2 separate regions of the Macaca mulatta genome follow, and region 1 is linked to region 2. A link is a contact called in public Hi-C data. All regions are on one chromosome and are shown on one strand. Each heading gives the region's core, a stretch centred on a gene start, on an enhancer-like site or on the middle of the called end of the contact. The rest is flanking DNA. Distances are from core to core; before and after follow the strand shown. Region 1 holds the start of CHMP2A (charged multivesicular body protein 2A). Region 2 holds the start of ZBTB45 (zinc finger and BTB domain containing 45).

What was found. A called contact is a pair of places that touch in the nucleus more often than the background predicts.
Region 1: a contact with region 2 is called in a Hi-C map of fetal cortex germinal zone, with 2.8 times the contacts expected there. The contact joins the promoter of CHMP2A here to the promoter of ZBTB45 in region 2. A contact is called at or near these places in 4 of 14 Hi-C or Micro-C datasets (CD4 T cells, cortical neurons, fetal cortex germinal zone and 1 more).

Annotation. Positions count from the first base shown.
Region 1 is chr19:70,690,701-70,697,680 of T2T-MMU8v2.0, reverse strand. It overlaps CHMP2A (charged multivesicular body protein 2A), which reads left to right and starts at 3,414. Exons shown (of 6, transcript NM_001194122.2): 1 at 3,414-3,548; 2 at 4,291-4,482; 3 at 6,076-6,255; 4 at 6,329-6,459; 5 at 6,547-6,608; 6 at 6,724-6,851. The coding sequence starts at 4,315. The coding sequence ends at 6,851. UBE2M (ubiquitin conjugating enzyme E2 M) reads left to right here. Exons shown (of 6, transcript NM_001194143.2): 1 at 1-246; 2 at 1,373-1,467; 3 at 1,600-1,638; 4 at 1,740-1,843; 5 at 2,151-2,214; 6 at 2,300-2,719. The coding sequence starts at 138. The coding sequence ends at 2,440.
Region 2 is chr19:70,649,700-70,657,292 of T2T-MMU8v2.0, reverse strand. It overlaps ZBTB45 (zinc finger and BTB domain containing 45), which reads left to right and starts at 3,233. Exons shown (of 3, transcript NM_001266696.1): 1 at 3,233-3,242; 2 at 5,328-6,606. The coding sequence starts at 5,328.

The DNA.
Region 1 (6,980 bases), core at 2,165-4,664, 40 kb before region 2:
CCGGGCGGGTGGCGGCAGCAGCGCAGGAGGCCGCAGCGGCGGGTCCGAGGAGCGGAGGCGACGCGGGCGGCGGCGGGGGGCCGGGTGGCCGGGGTCCCGGGCCCCGCGGCGGCGGCAGCGGCGGCGGCGGCGGCAGGATGATCAAGCTGTTCTCGCTGAAGCAGCAGAAGAAGGAGGAGGAGTCGGCGGGCGGCACCAAGGGCAGCAGCAAGAAGGCGTCGGCGGCGCAGCTGCGGATCCAGAAGGGTAGGGGGTCAGGGGATGGGGTTGGAGCTGGAGGTCGGAGGTCAGAGCCTGAGGCAGGGTGATGTTGAGAGTCAGGAGGGGGTAATGCTGTTGCCGAGGGTCAGAGGTGGAGGGCCCCGAGTCGGGGGGGGGGGGTCGGAGTTCAGGTCTTGAGGGTTGGGATCATGCAGTCACGGGGTGGGGGTCAGAGATGGGGCCCGGTATGTGGTGGTTTAGGATATTAGGAAGGCCTGGCGTCTGGTACTAGGGACTCGGAATCTCAGAGTCAGGCAGTGGAGTGGAGGAGCTGGGGACTGGAGAGTATGGGGGTTAGACGGGAACTTGGGTTTGGGGTGACAGGCGAAAAAGAGACGGATAGTAGAGGCTAAAGGTTGGGGATATGAGTGGGAGAGGATTTAGTGTATTATGCTGGGGTCTCTGGGAATCTCAGAGTCAAACGGGTAAAGTAAGTTGGAGGATTAGGGACTCGTGGGCCTACCTGAGAGTCACAGCAATTTGGATTTGGGCTTTGGGGTAACAGGTGGAGGAAGGAAGGTTAGTGAGTACCAGGGATTGGAGACAGGGGTGAGGGGGAATTTAGGCTATTGTGCTGTGAACCTCAGAGTCAAAGGAGGTGGGGCAGGGTGGTGGGGGTTGGGGACTTGAGATTGTGGGGGTCAGATGGGAAGCTGGGTCTGAGAGACAGAGAAGAGGAAGGACAGTGAGGACTGAGGGTTGGTGGGGGTGGGCAGGATCTTTGAGTTTGGGTGAACAGGTAGATACTGGAGAGTGGAGGTCATGGATGGGGAGCCTGGAGTTTAGGGCAGTCAGAGGATGTTTGGGAGTGGGGGCATTTGGGAGCTGTGGATACAGAACAGTTGGGGGTTACCCTGGGCCAGGAGTTGAGACACGCATACACAACTAAACATGCATGTTTGGGGTATGATGTGTATCCACAAGAGCCAAGCTAGGGAACAGGGAGAGGGCTGGAGGTGTGGAGCACAGCCCAGGACAGAGGCCTAGGGGTCTAGGAGGAGACCATGGGGGTTCTGCTAACAAACACCTGCCCTAAGTGTCCTGCTGGCTCCCTCTCTCTCTCTCTTCCCCTCCCTCTTTCTGACCCCCACTCTCTGCTGCCCAAACCCAGACATAAACGAGCTGAACCTGCCCAAGACGTGTGATATCAGCTTCTCAGATCCAGACGACCTCCTCAACTTCAAGCTGGTCATCTGTCCTGATGAGGTGAGGGTGCATATGGCTGAATTCCCAGGAGCAGACCAAGGGTGTCCCCACTGAGAGGAGGGAGACATATTCTGCCCATCAGGCCCCACAGGATGGAACCCTAAAATTTTCTTCTCCCCCTTTCCCTCCCAGGGCTTCTACAAGAGTGGGAAGTTTGTGTTCAGTTTTAAGGTGAGTCCCAGGCAGGCAGGGATGGCTCCCTGGACTGAGGAGGCAGCAGCTGAGGCCCTTCCAGGGACCTACCCATCTCTCCTTTCTTTTCCTGGAGCCAGGTGGGCCAGGGGTACCCACATGATCCCCCCAAGGTGAAGTGTGAGACAATGGTCTATCACCCCAACATTGACCTCGAGGGCAACGTCTGCCTCAACATCCTCAGGTGAAGGCACGGGCCCTCTACTGCCCTCCCCAGCCCTGCCTGCCAGGTCCCCCTCATGGTCTTGTGGGCACTACATCAGACTCTGTCCCTTCCCACCCCTTTGTTGTTTGTGATTTCTTCATTTCCCAGTCATCTTCCTCATGGCCTGACCTTGGTTTTCTCCCTGGCCTAGCCTGCTGCACACCCTCCCTCCCAGCCTCTCACATGCTCACTCTCCTATGCCCTGGATCTGACCTGCCCAATACCAGAGGGGCCTCTGGCAGTCTCCCACTCACCAAGCTCTGACCCTGATGCTCTCTGTCCACAGAGAGGACTGGAAGCCAGTCCTTACGATAAACTCCATAATTTATGGCCTGCAGTATCTCTTCTTGGTGAGTAGGAATAGGTGGTTGGGTCTGGGGAGACTGGCCTTCTGTCCCTCTGGCCTGTTGACCCCCCTACCTGTACTGGCCACAGGAGCCCAACCCCGAGGACCCACTGAACAAGGAGGCTGCAGAGGTCCTGCAGAACAACCGGCGGCTGTTTGAGCAGAACGTGCAGCGCTCCATGCGGGGTGGCTACATCGGCTCCACCTACTTCGAGCGCTGCCTGAAATAGGGTTGGCGCATACCCACCCCCGCCACGGCCACAAGCCCTGGCATCCCCTGCAAATATTTATTGGGGGCCATCGGTAGGGGTTTGGGGGGCGGCCCGTGGGGGAATTCCCTGCCTTGGCCTTACCTCCCCTTCCTGCCACTTGCCCCTAGTTATTTTTTTTTTTTTTTTTTTTACCACCATGTGATTAAGGTCGGCGCTGCCTCCCCCGACCCACTCAGCGATGGGAAATGAATTGGCTTGTCTAGCCCCCCTGCTGGGTGCTTGTTCAGCCCCCACTCTGGGCTGTGGAGTGGGTGGGTAAGGGGCCTGGGTAGCTGGGCCCAGGCAACCCACCCCTCCACCTCTGGAGGTCGCACCAGGCTATTAAAGGGGAATGTTACTGCATGGCCTCTGCTTCTTACTTCTATGGGGTGGGTGGGGCAGCTGAGGTCCATTAGGGCCTGCAAAGCTGGGGTGGTGGAACGTGTGGGCACAGGTGGCATTGCAGCACCCTACAACAGGCTGCCCAGTGCCTGGGGCAGCTCTCGAGTTGGTGGGGATACCAGGCCAGAGCCTGGGGTTGGTTGGGATGAAGCCTACTCTAGGATGAGAAGCGTAGGCAGGATCCAGTGACCTCTGGGTTCCTGGCCAAGAGGGCAGCACAGTGGAAGAAACAAGCCATCTCTAGCTTTGCCCCTTTCTTGTGTGGGTGGGCCCACCGAGGAGGAGGGGCCTCCTGAGGCTCCCTCTATCTGAGGCCTCAGGCAGAAGTCAGGGTATCACGGACAAGCTGGGCCCTCAAGTGGAGGTTGGGTGGAAAGCGCCCACCCCGGTACTGGCTTGGTGGGGTCACTCGGGCGGGACTCAAACATGAAACACTGACGCGCAGAGGAAACGGGAGCTATTGCGCATGCGCTCGAACGCTGGCCCATTCCAGGGCACGTACGCACGCGCGCTCCTGGGAGCCTCCCAACCTTCCGGGTGCGGGCGGGTCATGTTACGTCACGTCGTTTAATCCGGAAACGGCGGCGGAGGCGACAGGATCGAGGGGCCTTGGTAGGTGGGCAAGTCGGGAAACCCAGAAAGAAGCGTGACCCGGAAGCGGAAGCGGGTGCCCGTCCCAGCTCCGGTGAGTGGCCCCTGCTGGACCGCGGATACCGGGCGGGCGTGCGGGCGGCAGCGTACGAGGCTTCTACTCGCCCGGGTGTCCGGTGCCTCGCTTCTCCCTGGGACCCTGTCGTCAACATCGAGGTCTCCAACACCACCTTGCTTTGGTGCCGGGCCCACTGACTCTGTCCTCGGTGTATAGTGCGACCCAACCTGCATCATCCCGTCCTCGGTGTACAGGATGCCCCAGCGCTCCCAACCGTCTCCCTCAGCATTCAGGGTTCCCAGATTCTAATGCTTTGTCCTCAGCTTCACAGCCCCACATTCACCTTTCTTGGTTCTTAGGGTCTCCGCCCATCCTGTCCTCCTCTATCAGAACCCCCACAATTGCCCTGTGCTCGGTGCCCACGGTCCCTAAAACACTAGTGCGCCAACTCGCGTCGCCCCCCGCTCTCAGTCGTATCAAGGACTCCAGGGCCTCACCCATGGGTCTGGAGAGAAAAGCTAAACTTGGAAGCCGTAACTTCTGTGGGGGCATGGCGATGGAGGGGCTCGGGCCAGCGCTTGGATAATTTTCAGGTCTACCTGTCCCCCTTATGTGTCCCCGGGACAATCCCAGTGTTCTCAGCTGCTCCCTTTTGGCCCCTCATTCCTGTCTCCAGTCTCAGCCCCTTCCCGTTTGGCAAGGCTCCCGTGACCCTGTTCTGCTTCTTGCCCTCCTTCTGGGCCCCCTGCCCTACAACTGGGCCTCACATCTGTCTCAGGCCTGCCAGTGAGCTTCTACCACCATGGACCTGTTGTTCGGGCGCCGGAAGACGCCAGAGGAGCTACTGCGGCAGAACCAGAGGGCCCTGAACCGTGCCATGCGGGAGCTGGACCGCGAGCGACAGAAACTAGAGACCCAGGAGAAGAAAATCATTGCAGACATTAAGAAGATGGCCAAGCAAGGCCAGATGGTGAGTGTGGGTGGTCAGGGGCAGGTTGCTGTCAATCAGGCACGGCTGTAACAGCAGTGAACAAGAGACCAGACACCAAACACAGGTGCTTTCAGCAAAATGAGTGGAGTGAAAGGTCAGCAGAGCTTCCCTAGTTTGAGGGTCTGGAAGGCTGCCTCCAAGGAACTGGTATGAGCGCCAAGGCTTGAGTTATGACAGTGAGCCTACAGATCTGGGCAGGGAATGTGTCAAGCAGACAGAGCAGCAAATGTTAAAAGAGAGCCTCGACAAAACGGGAGATGACAGGTGAGCTTCAAGAGTTGGGCATGGACCAGACAATTCAGAATTGTGGGCCAAAGTGGGAGCTAAGTTGAAAGGTTAGGGATTACAGGGCTGGGCGCGGTAGCTCACACCTGTAATCCCAGCACTTTGGGAGGCCAAGGTGGTTGCATCACCTGAGGTCAGGACTTCGAGACCAGCCTGACCAGCGTGGTGAAACCCCAGCTCTACTGAAAATACAAAAAACTAGCTGGGCGTGGTGGTGCACACCTGTAATCCCAGCTACTCTGGAGGCTGAGGCAGGACAATCACTTGAACCCAGGAGGCGGAGGTTACAATGAGCTGACATTGTGCCACTGCACTCCAGCCTGGGCAACAGAGCAAGACTCTGTCTCAAAACAAAAAAAGAAAAAGAAAAAAGATAACTATAAGGATAAGCTGGCCAGGCATGGTGGCTCACGCCTGTAATCCCAGCACTTTGGGAGGCTGAGGTGGATGGATCACCCGAGGTCAGGAGTTCAAGACCAGCCTGGCCAACACAGCAGAAGCCCGCTCTACCAAACATTAGCCGGACATGGTGGTGCATGCTTGTTATCCCAGCTATTCGAGAGGCTGAGGCAGGAAAATCACTTGAACCCGGGAGGCATAGGTTTCAGTGAGCCAAGATTGTGCCACAGCACTCCAGCCTAGGCAACAAAGCAAGACTCCATCTCAAAAAAAGAAAAAAAAAAAGGATAAGGATAAGCTATGGCAGAGGCTGCCAAAACCAGTAAGGAGACATGAAGAAGGAACACAGCCTTTGATGGGTGAGAGGGTTTTGGCCTGAACAGGTAGGTAGAGAAGATAGCATTTCTTGGGATGGGCAAGAAAGATGTTTGGAGAGGAAATCAAAAGCTGAGCCTCAGGTTTGTATGTGATTCTGGATAGTTTGAGGTGTGGGTTTGTATCAAGTGGAAGAAGGGGCAGATTCTTCTTCTAGATTCTTCTAGGCTGGGAATAGAAATTGAGCAATAGCTGTTGTTAAGTCAAAAGAATGACTGAAAACATGGAGAGAAAAGGAACCCTAAGGAGTGAGCCTGGGGCCTTTTACCATTTACGAATCAAGAGAGGTGAGGAGGACCTTACAAAGGAGCCCAGGGAGTTGGTGGCCCAAGAGGCAGAGAAGGGTTAGGTCAGGGGGGAGGGATCAGTGACCATTGGGTTAGCCACAAAGTTTCTGTAAACTTCAAGTGGAATTGCGAATTGGGGTGGTGGGGAGGAACACCTAACTAATGGGGTGTCAAGAAGTATAGGATAATCTCACTCCTGTGTCCTTGATACCCGTCTACTCTGCAGGATGCCGTTCGCATCATGGCAAAAGATTTGGTGCGCACCCGGCGCTATGTGCGCAAGTTTGTATTGATGCGGGCCAACATCCAGGCTGTGTCCCTCAAGATTCAGACACTCAAGTCCAACAACTCGATGGCACAAGCAATGAAGGGTGTCACCAAGGCCATGGGCACCATGAACAGACAGGTGCGCTTTTCCCAATCCCCCTTCCCACTCCCACGACCCATGGGGACCACACTCACACTCCTACCACTTCCAGCTGAAGTTGCCGCAGATCCAGAAGATCATGATGGAGTTTGAACGGCAGGCAGAGATCATGGATATGAAGGAGGAGATGATGAATGATGCTATTGATGATGCCATGGGTGATGAGGAAGACGAAGAGGAGAGGTATGGGGAAACTGGATGGGAGCGTAGAGATGTTTGCCTGGCCCTCATGGAGTACATAGCCCTCATTGAGTTCTCTCTCTTCCCTAGTGATGCTGTTGTGTCCCAGGTCCTGGATGAGCTGGGACTTAGCCTAACAGATGAGCTGTCAAGTGAGTGCTCCAAAACCTGGGCCCCATTTCCCACCCAAGGCCCAGCCACAGCCCCAAGCCCTCCCTTTGCCTGCATTACTCCCCTCCCCTGCTCAAACCCCCACTTTCTCTGCAGACCTCCCCTCAACTGGGGGCTCGCTCAGTGTGGCTGCTGGTGGGAAAAAAGCAGAGGCCGCAGCCTCAGCCCTAGCTGATGCTGATGCAGACCTGGAGGAACGGCTCAAGAACCTGCGGAGGGACTGAGTGCCCCTTGCCACTCCAAGATAACCAGTGGATGCCCAGGATCTTTTACCCTAACCCCTCTGTAATAAAAGAGATTGGACACTAGTCTCTAGGCCCATGTGACTTTTGGCCTGATGTGGGACCAGGCTG
Region 2 (7,593 bases), core at 1,984-4,483:
TTGGCCAGGGTGGTCTTGAACTCCTGACCTCAGATGATCTGAATGCCTAAGCCTCCCAAAGTGCTGAAATTATGAGATTACAGACATGAGTCACCACACCCGGCCTTGTCATAAGATTTTTAGAGAGAAAAGGAAAATAACCCTTGAAGCTGCAGCTCTCACCTCCCTTGGCTGCCTGAGAGAGGTCAGGGTCTGGGTTTCTCCTTCCTATGTTCATCCTAGCCTATTGGGCAGGCTCTTCCACCCCCATTTTGCCCTAATCCTCCAGGCCCCATCCCTTGGGGTTGAGACTTTCTCTAAAGCCACTCGCGTCCTCTCCTTCCTATCCTGAATCTGTCCCTTTCTGCCCTTCACTGCTGTCAGGGCAGCTATTGTTTCCTGCTAGGACTCCTGCGTTTGCCACCCCACTAGGTGCACTGTCTTTCCTACAGCCCCTTAAACATAATAATAGGGCTAATGGGACATGGCTTCCCCACCTCAACGCACTGCAATCTTGCCACTCAGCCCAAGGTTCATGCATTTGTCTTGCCCAAGGGAGGGCCATCCTCCCTCCCTAGAGACCTCATGCATGCCTTCCCACCTACCCTTATGCTCTTCCCAAAACAGCCCAGTGAAAGCAGACCCCGTGGGTCCAGCAGGCCATGGTTTGAGTCTAAACAAAGACAATGATGATGGCAGGTTATTAGACTTGTGTTTTCTGTTTCTTTGTTTTGTTTTGTTTTGAGACAGATTTTCACTCTTGTTGCCCAGGCTGGATTGCAATGGTGCAATCTCAGCTCACTACAACCTCCACCTCCAGGGTTCAAGAGATTCTCCTGCCTCAGCCTCCCTAGTAGCTGGAATTATGGGCGCCTGCCACCACACCCAGCTAATTTTTAGTATTTTTAGTAGAGACAGGCTGGGCACAGTGGCTCATGCCTGTAATCCCAGCACTTTAGGAGGCCAAGGCAGGCAGATCACCTGAGGTCAGGAGTTTGAGACCAGCCTGGCGAACATGGTGAAACCCCGTCTCTACTAAAAATATAAAAATTAGCCAGGCATGGTGGTAGATGCCTGTAATCCCAGCTACTCAGGAGGCTGAGGCAGGACAATCGCTTGAACCAGGGAGGCGGAGGTTGCAGTGAGCCAAGATTGCACCATTGCGCTCCAGCCTGGGGGACAAGAGCGAGACTTCGTTTAAAAAAAAAAAAAAAGTAGAGATGGGGTTTCACCATGTTGGCCAGGCTGGTCTCGAACTCCTGACCTCGGGTAATCCATCCACTTTGGCCTCCCAAAGTGCTGGGATTACAGGTGTGAGCCACCGTGCCCAGCCTAGACTTGTGTTTTAATGGGGTTTCCCACCTGGCACATATTTTCCACTCCCGACCTCCTGACCTCCAAATACCACATCTACAACACAGCCACCCAGTAGCTGCCCTGTGTGAAGGACAGGCATCCTGACCTTGTCTGTATTCTAGAGGCTTTGTTCTAGTCATACATTTGGACAGTGGGTTCCCGCTTTCACTTTAGAGTCACTCTGTCCTCTGGGATAAGGGAAGTGAGAACTGCTCCCTGAGGAATGAGATCATGAAGGGGCCTGGTAACGGCTGGGAAGGCACAGAAATAAAGCTTTCGGGAGGGAAATGTGAGGAATGCGTTCATCAGATGGGAAACAAATAGTGGCATTTATCGGACTCTCACTGTGTGGAGGCCCTGGGTCTCACCAGATGTATTTGTTTTCTACCGTTACTGTAACAAATTACCAGAAACTTCATAGGTCAAAACAATATCCATTTATTAGCTCACCATTCCATAGGTCAGAAGCCCAAGTAGGTCTTCTGTGGGTCTCATAAAGGCTGAAATCAAGGTGTGGTATGGACTGAGTTGCTGTCTGGAGGCTCTGGGGAAGAATTTGATTCCAAGCTCATTCAGGTTGTGGGCAGAATCTAGCTCCATGCACTTCTAGGGCTGAAGTCCGTTTTCTTTTCTTTCTTTCTTTTTTTGAGACGAGTCTCCTTCTGTCGCCCAGGCTGGAGTGCAGTGGCACGATCTTGGCTCACTGCAAGCTCCGCCTCCTGGGTTCATGCCGTTCTCCTGCCTCAGCCTCCTAAGTAGCTGGGACTACAGGCGCCCGCCACCACGCCCGGCGAATTTTTTGTATTTTTAGTAGAGACGGGGTTTCACCGTGTTAGCCAGGATGGTATCGATCTCCTGACCTCGTGATCTGCCCTCCTTGGCCTCCCAAAGTCCTGGGATTACAGGCCTGAGCCACTGGCTCCGGCCATGAGGTCTGTCTTCTTACTGGCTGTTGTTGCAGCTCTTCTCAGATTCTCAGCCTGACACTTGTCCCTCTCATGGACAAAACTCTTCTCCTACTTCAAGTTTCTCCACCTTCCTCTTCTGCCTTTAAGGACCCTTATGATTACCTTGGACCTACCAAAATAATCCAGAATCATATTCTATTTTAAGATCAGCTAATGAGTAACCTTAGTTATGTCTGCAAAAACCCTTTCACCATGTAGTGTAACTATTCATAGGTGAGATTATCATATTTACAGGTTCTGGAGATTTAGGCACGGAATCTTGGAGGTGGCCATTTTCAGAATTCTGTTCCCCATAACAGATCGACTTGCAACGTCCCAGAATCTCACAGAGTCTAGCTCAGGAGAGGCCCAGAGCAGGGTGAGGCAGTTGTCTGTTCCTGTCTGCGTTGTAGTAGAAGGTGCCAAGGCCGAGATGGGGTCCGCTCCCCAATCCCACCCACAGCGGGCGGGCCTGGAGTAGGGGTAGCTCGCCTGCGCCTCCTGGCGGCCAGGGACCGAGACCTACTTCAGCTCTCACCCGTGTCACAGGAATAAGGCCACTTTCCCAGTTCGCAGTGGGGTTTAAACTGGCCAGAACAGGTTGGTGACTTGGGCCGGGAACTGCCTTCCCATTCTCCATCACACGGCGCCTGCGGATTGATCGCGCAGGCCCCGCCACACCCCTGATCTCCTGGGCGACGCCGGAAGAGTGCTCTGGTCCAGAGATTCCTCGCAACGCGGCAGCCCTAGCCTCTTCGACTTTGGTTCCGACTGAGAGCCGCAGTCTGACGGCAGCTGATCGCCATAAAAATACCGGAAATGTGCTTCGGTAGGGTTTCCCCTGCGCCGCCGCGACCACGGGCTTTGGTTCCGCCGGCATAGGGGCCCGGAAGTGCGGCCTTGTAGTCCGTGAGAAGGAGGCGGCCACAGTAGAGCCTGGTGCCTGAAGAGGAGTCGGAGGTGGGGTCGGATGGGCATCCCCCTGCCGCAGGGCGGGCGAGGAGGCTGGGGCGTACCAGGGGAGGGGCACCTGCGCTCCGCTAGAAGCGCACGCTGCGAACGCGAGGGGGCGCTGCAGGACCGGGGTACGGCGCGGGCCAGGGTGCGGGGTGGCCGCGGCGGCTTAGAGGGGTGCTTTGGGCTTAGGGTGGTGCGCGGGCAATGGAGCAGAGATTGGGTGAACGCGCTCGGGGTAAAGCACACGGCGCGGCGAAGGCGTGGCGGGAGTGTGCGGCGCCGGACCCAGGAAGCTGGCCTGGGCGCCGGGTCTCGAAGGCTGGCCTTTGTTCTGAAGTGTCCAGATCGGCTTTGCGGCGTCGGGACTGAGGAATGGAGCCCGCCGCGGGGCGGGGCGGGGCGGGGCGGGGCGGGGCAGGGCAGGGCGGGAAAGGAAGGTTCAAGTCTCTGGGGTTGATGCGTCCCTATCGGCCGGACACAGATTAGAAGCCTTTCAGGTGCTAGGTGAATACAGATGGGGCGGGTGCTGCATGCTGAGTTAGCCTTTGCACGGGCACAGGCCTGGCTTTTTTGAGGCTCCGAGTGGGGCCGGGGGGCGGGGTGGTGTATCTGGATCTGTAGTCTGGAAAGGCTCCCTCTGGCGGCCATGTGGGGAACAGAAGGGGAGGCCAGGGGCGTGGAGAGACCAGCCAGGTTTCTTCATCCGTCCAGGACAGCGGGAACGGGGCAGTGGAGGTGCTCGAAGTAGTCTGAGGGTCAAATGTTGGGCATGCAAGAAAGGGAGGCGTCTGGCTGAGCAAAGGGACGGCGGATTGGGCATAAGGAGTTGGAGGGGTTGAATCTTGAGACCCCAGTAGAGCCCGAGGGTGTAGGGGCAGCATCAAGCCGAGCCCACTCTGAGACACAGGCTGGTGGAGGCTATACGGATGTCAGAGTCCAGAGCTCCTACCCTCCTCCCTTAGACTGGAGGTGTGTGCAGTATGGGTGCAGGATGAGCTGAGTATCTCATCCCTTGTTTGACAGAAGGGGAAACAGGCCGAAGGATCACGGTTTACCTGCTTGATGGACGGAGTAGCAGAACTCCTCACATTCCAGAGTCCTCTGGGCACTACTCTCTCCCCTTTCTGGTACCTGATGTTGGGCCTTGTCCGGCTTGCTCAGTGGGCACCTATCCAGTCACACACCCCTGCTCATTCCACACTTCCCCTCTCTGTGCCACACCCACACCCTGGGCCCCACAGGCCCCATCGAGATGGCAAGAAGCTGGGGCTGCAGGAGGCACTTCCCTGCCTGCTATGCTAGGGGCTGCCAGGGACCATGTACTGGTTTCCCTGGGGCATCTCCCAAGGTAATGCCCAACCTTTTACCCTCAGCCCTTAGTGACCAGGCACACCGAGAACCATGCTGCCCAGGAAGCAGGTCATGCCATCCCACTCCTGCGAAAGCCTCTGTATATACTAGTTAAGGTGACCTGGTTCTGAGGCAGCAATCCTGCCTCTGCACAGGGTCTCATACTGGGGGGATGTGGCTAAAGGAAACCAAAAGGAGCTGCCAGCAGGGGTGGAGGAGAAACTAGCTGGGTAGTGAGCAAGGTCTGCTCTGGGTGAGGCAGGTTAGCCAGTTGGGATGGGGGTCCTTGGCCTCTTCTACACGCAGGGCTGCCCTCTTGGAGGGGCACATGGGGAGGCCTAGGGTTACTGGAGTTGGGATGGGGTGGGGTGGGTGGGTGAGTCAATGGAGAGTAGGCCAAGCCCTGAACCTTTTCGGGGGCTGTAAGCAAGACCCGGAGAGGGGCAGACCTTTCACATCCCCAACACCCTCTCCTAGGGGTGTGCTAAGGTTTGCCGCGTTAGTAGGGGGCTGTAGAGGGCCTGGCCGGGACTGAGATGGGAGGAGGAGGGAGTGCTGGAGTGTCCTGTGTTGGGAATGGGGACTGTGAAGGGCAGCTGAGGAGGGATGGGTTAGTGCGCCTTGGAGTGTGGTGCACTCTTGAGCCCCATCCTGCAGCAACGGGTGAAAAGATAGGGAGGTTGGGACAGAGGGGGGTCCTCAGTTGACCTCTTCCGGCCCTCCTCTTGTTCTGTGCAGATGGCAGCTGCAGAGGCTGTGCACCACATACACCTGCAGAACTTCTCACGCTCTCTGCTTGAGACCCTCAATGGGCAGAGGCTAGGGGGGCACTTCTGCGACGTGACTGTGCGCATTCGTGAAGCTTCACTGCGTGCCCACCGCTGCGTGCTGGCGGCCGGCTCGCCCTTCTTCCAAGACAAGCTGCTGCTCGGCCACTCTGAGATCCGTGTGCCTCCGGTGGTGCCCGCACAGACGGTGCGACAGCTGGTCGAGTTCCTGTACAGCGGTTCGCTTGTTGTGGCGCAGGGCGAAGCCCTGCAGGTGCTCACGGCCGCGTCGGTACTTCGCATACAGACAGTTATCGACGAATGCACGCAGATTATCGCCCGCGCCCGAGCCCCAGGCACCTCTGCGCCCACGCCCCTGCCCACCCCTGTGCCCCCGCCACTCGCACCTGCGCAGCTGCGTCACCGTCTGCGCCACCTGCTGGCTGCGCGCCCTCCGGGGCACCCTGGTGCTGCGCACAGCCGTAAGCAGCGCCAGCCCGCGCGTTTGCAGCTGCCTGCGCCCCCAACACCTGCCAAGGCCGAGGGGCCTGATGCTGACCCCTCACTGTCCGCGGCCCCTGACGACCGTGGCGATGAGGATGACGAGGAAACTGACGATGAGACCGATGGCGAGGACGGCGAAGGTGGCGGCCCGGGCGAGGGCCAGGCACCTCCTTCCTTCCCAGACTGTGCTGCCGGCTTCCTCACTGCTGCTGCTGACAGCGCCTGTGAGGAGCCCCCTGCACCCACTGGCCTCACTGACTACAGTGGTGCCGGGAGGGATTTTCTTCGGGGAGCTGGGGCAGCTGAGGACGTATTTCCAGACAGCTATGTATCCACTTGGCACGACGAGGATGGCGCTGTCCCCGAAGGCTGTCCCACTGAGACCCCTGTCCAGCCCGACTGCATACTGGCTGGACCCCGCCCGCCTGGTGTGAAGACCCCAGGGCCACCCGTCGCACTCTTCCCCTTTCACTTGGGTGCCCCCGGGCCACCCGCACCACCCCCTTCAGCACCATCAGGGCCAGCCCCTGCGCCCCCACCCGCCTTCTACCCCACACTCCAGCCCGAGGCAGCCCCCAGCACTCAGCTGGGGGAGGCCCCGGCTCCCTCTGCTGCTCCCACCACGGCCCCCTCAGGCACCCCTGCTCGCACAGCAGGTGCTGAGCCACCCACCTATGAGTGCAGCCACTGTCGCAAGACGTTCAGCTCCCGGAAAAACTACACCAAGCACATGTTCATCCACTCGGGTGAGCCAGGGCGGGAGAGGAGAGGGAGAAGCTCTCATTGGAGAGTTAAACCTAAGGGGGAATTCAGCACTAGTTACAGGGCACTGGAACTGTTCTGTTACTTTTGGGTAGCAGGGGGCCTGGAAATTGAGCCTTTCTCCAAGTGCAAGGTATGTGGGGGAGGAGAAAGTCCCACTCTGTGGAGCAGCAGGCACTGGCTTCTGTGGAGGGGGGCCTGAGGCTGGGTTGGGAAGCAGGAGCCTGTCCTGGCCTTTGGAAGGGTGGTGGTGGAAACTTTAGCAGCCTAGGATGCATGTGATGGGCATGGAGTCTTGGCAGGGGCTCCTGGGCAGGTTGGGAGACTATGCTCCAGGGAGCCTCCTGTGTCTCTCTGGTTTCCAGCAGTCCCGCCATGGCAGTCAGCAAGGGAGGGTGGGTTTACAGGCCCAGGGGTAGAAAGCCCGCAGAGAGGTGGTGCGATGAAGGAACTCCTGAGACTGGGGCAGGAGTAGGAAAACATGGGTACAGTGTGGGGACCCCACAGCTGCAGAGGACCCCGAAAAGCTGTGCGGAGGTTCCCTCGGACCTTGGCCGTGTCAGGAAGGCGGCTCTGCAGTGCTGCAGGAGAGGTAAAGAGTGGGAGGATGGTACTGAGGAATGTGAGGATGCTCCCTGGGGGCTGAGATGGAGGACAAAGGAATGGAAAGCAGAAGCCTGCTGGGCATTGTCAGTAAAAGCAGAAATTTGGCTGGAAGGCCACAGTGGTAGTGAGGGAGGTTTCTGCATGGGCTGGAACTTGGGATTTGACTGTGAGTGGTGGGGAAGCCATGGTATTCTAAGCTGGGGAGTGACTGAGATGTCAGTTTATAATCACCTCTGGCTGCCTTGGGGACAACTGGGAGGAGCCAGGGAACTGGGAATTAGGGAGTTGGGTGATTAGTCTCCAGGGTGGTGCCAGAGGCCCCAAGGTAGTGCTGGCTGTGTGAAGTGTGTGATCTGAGTCAGGTG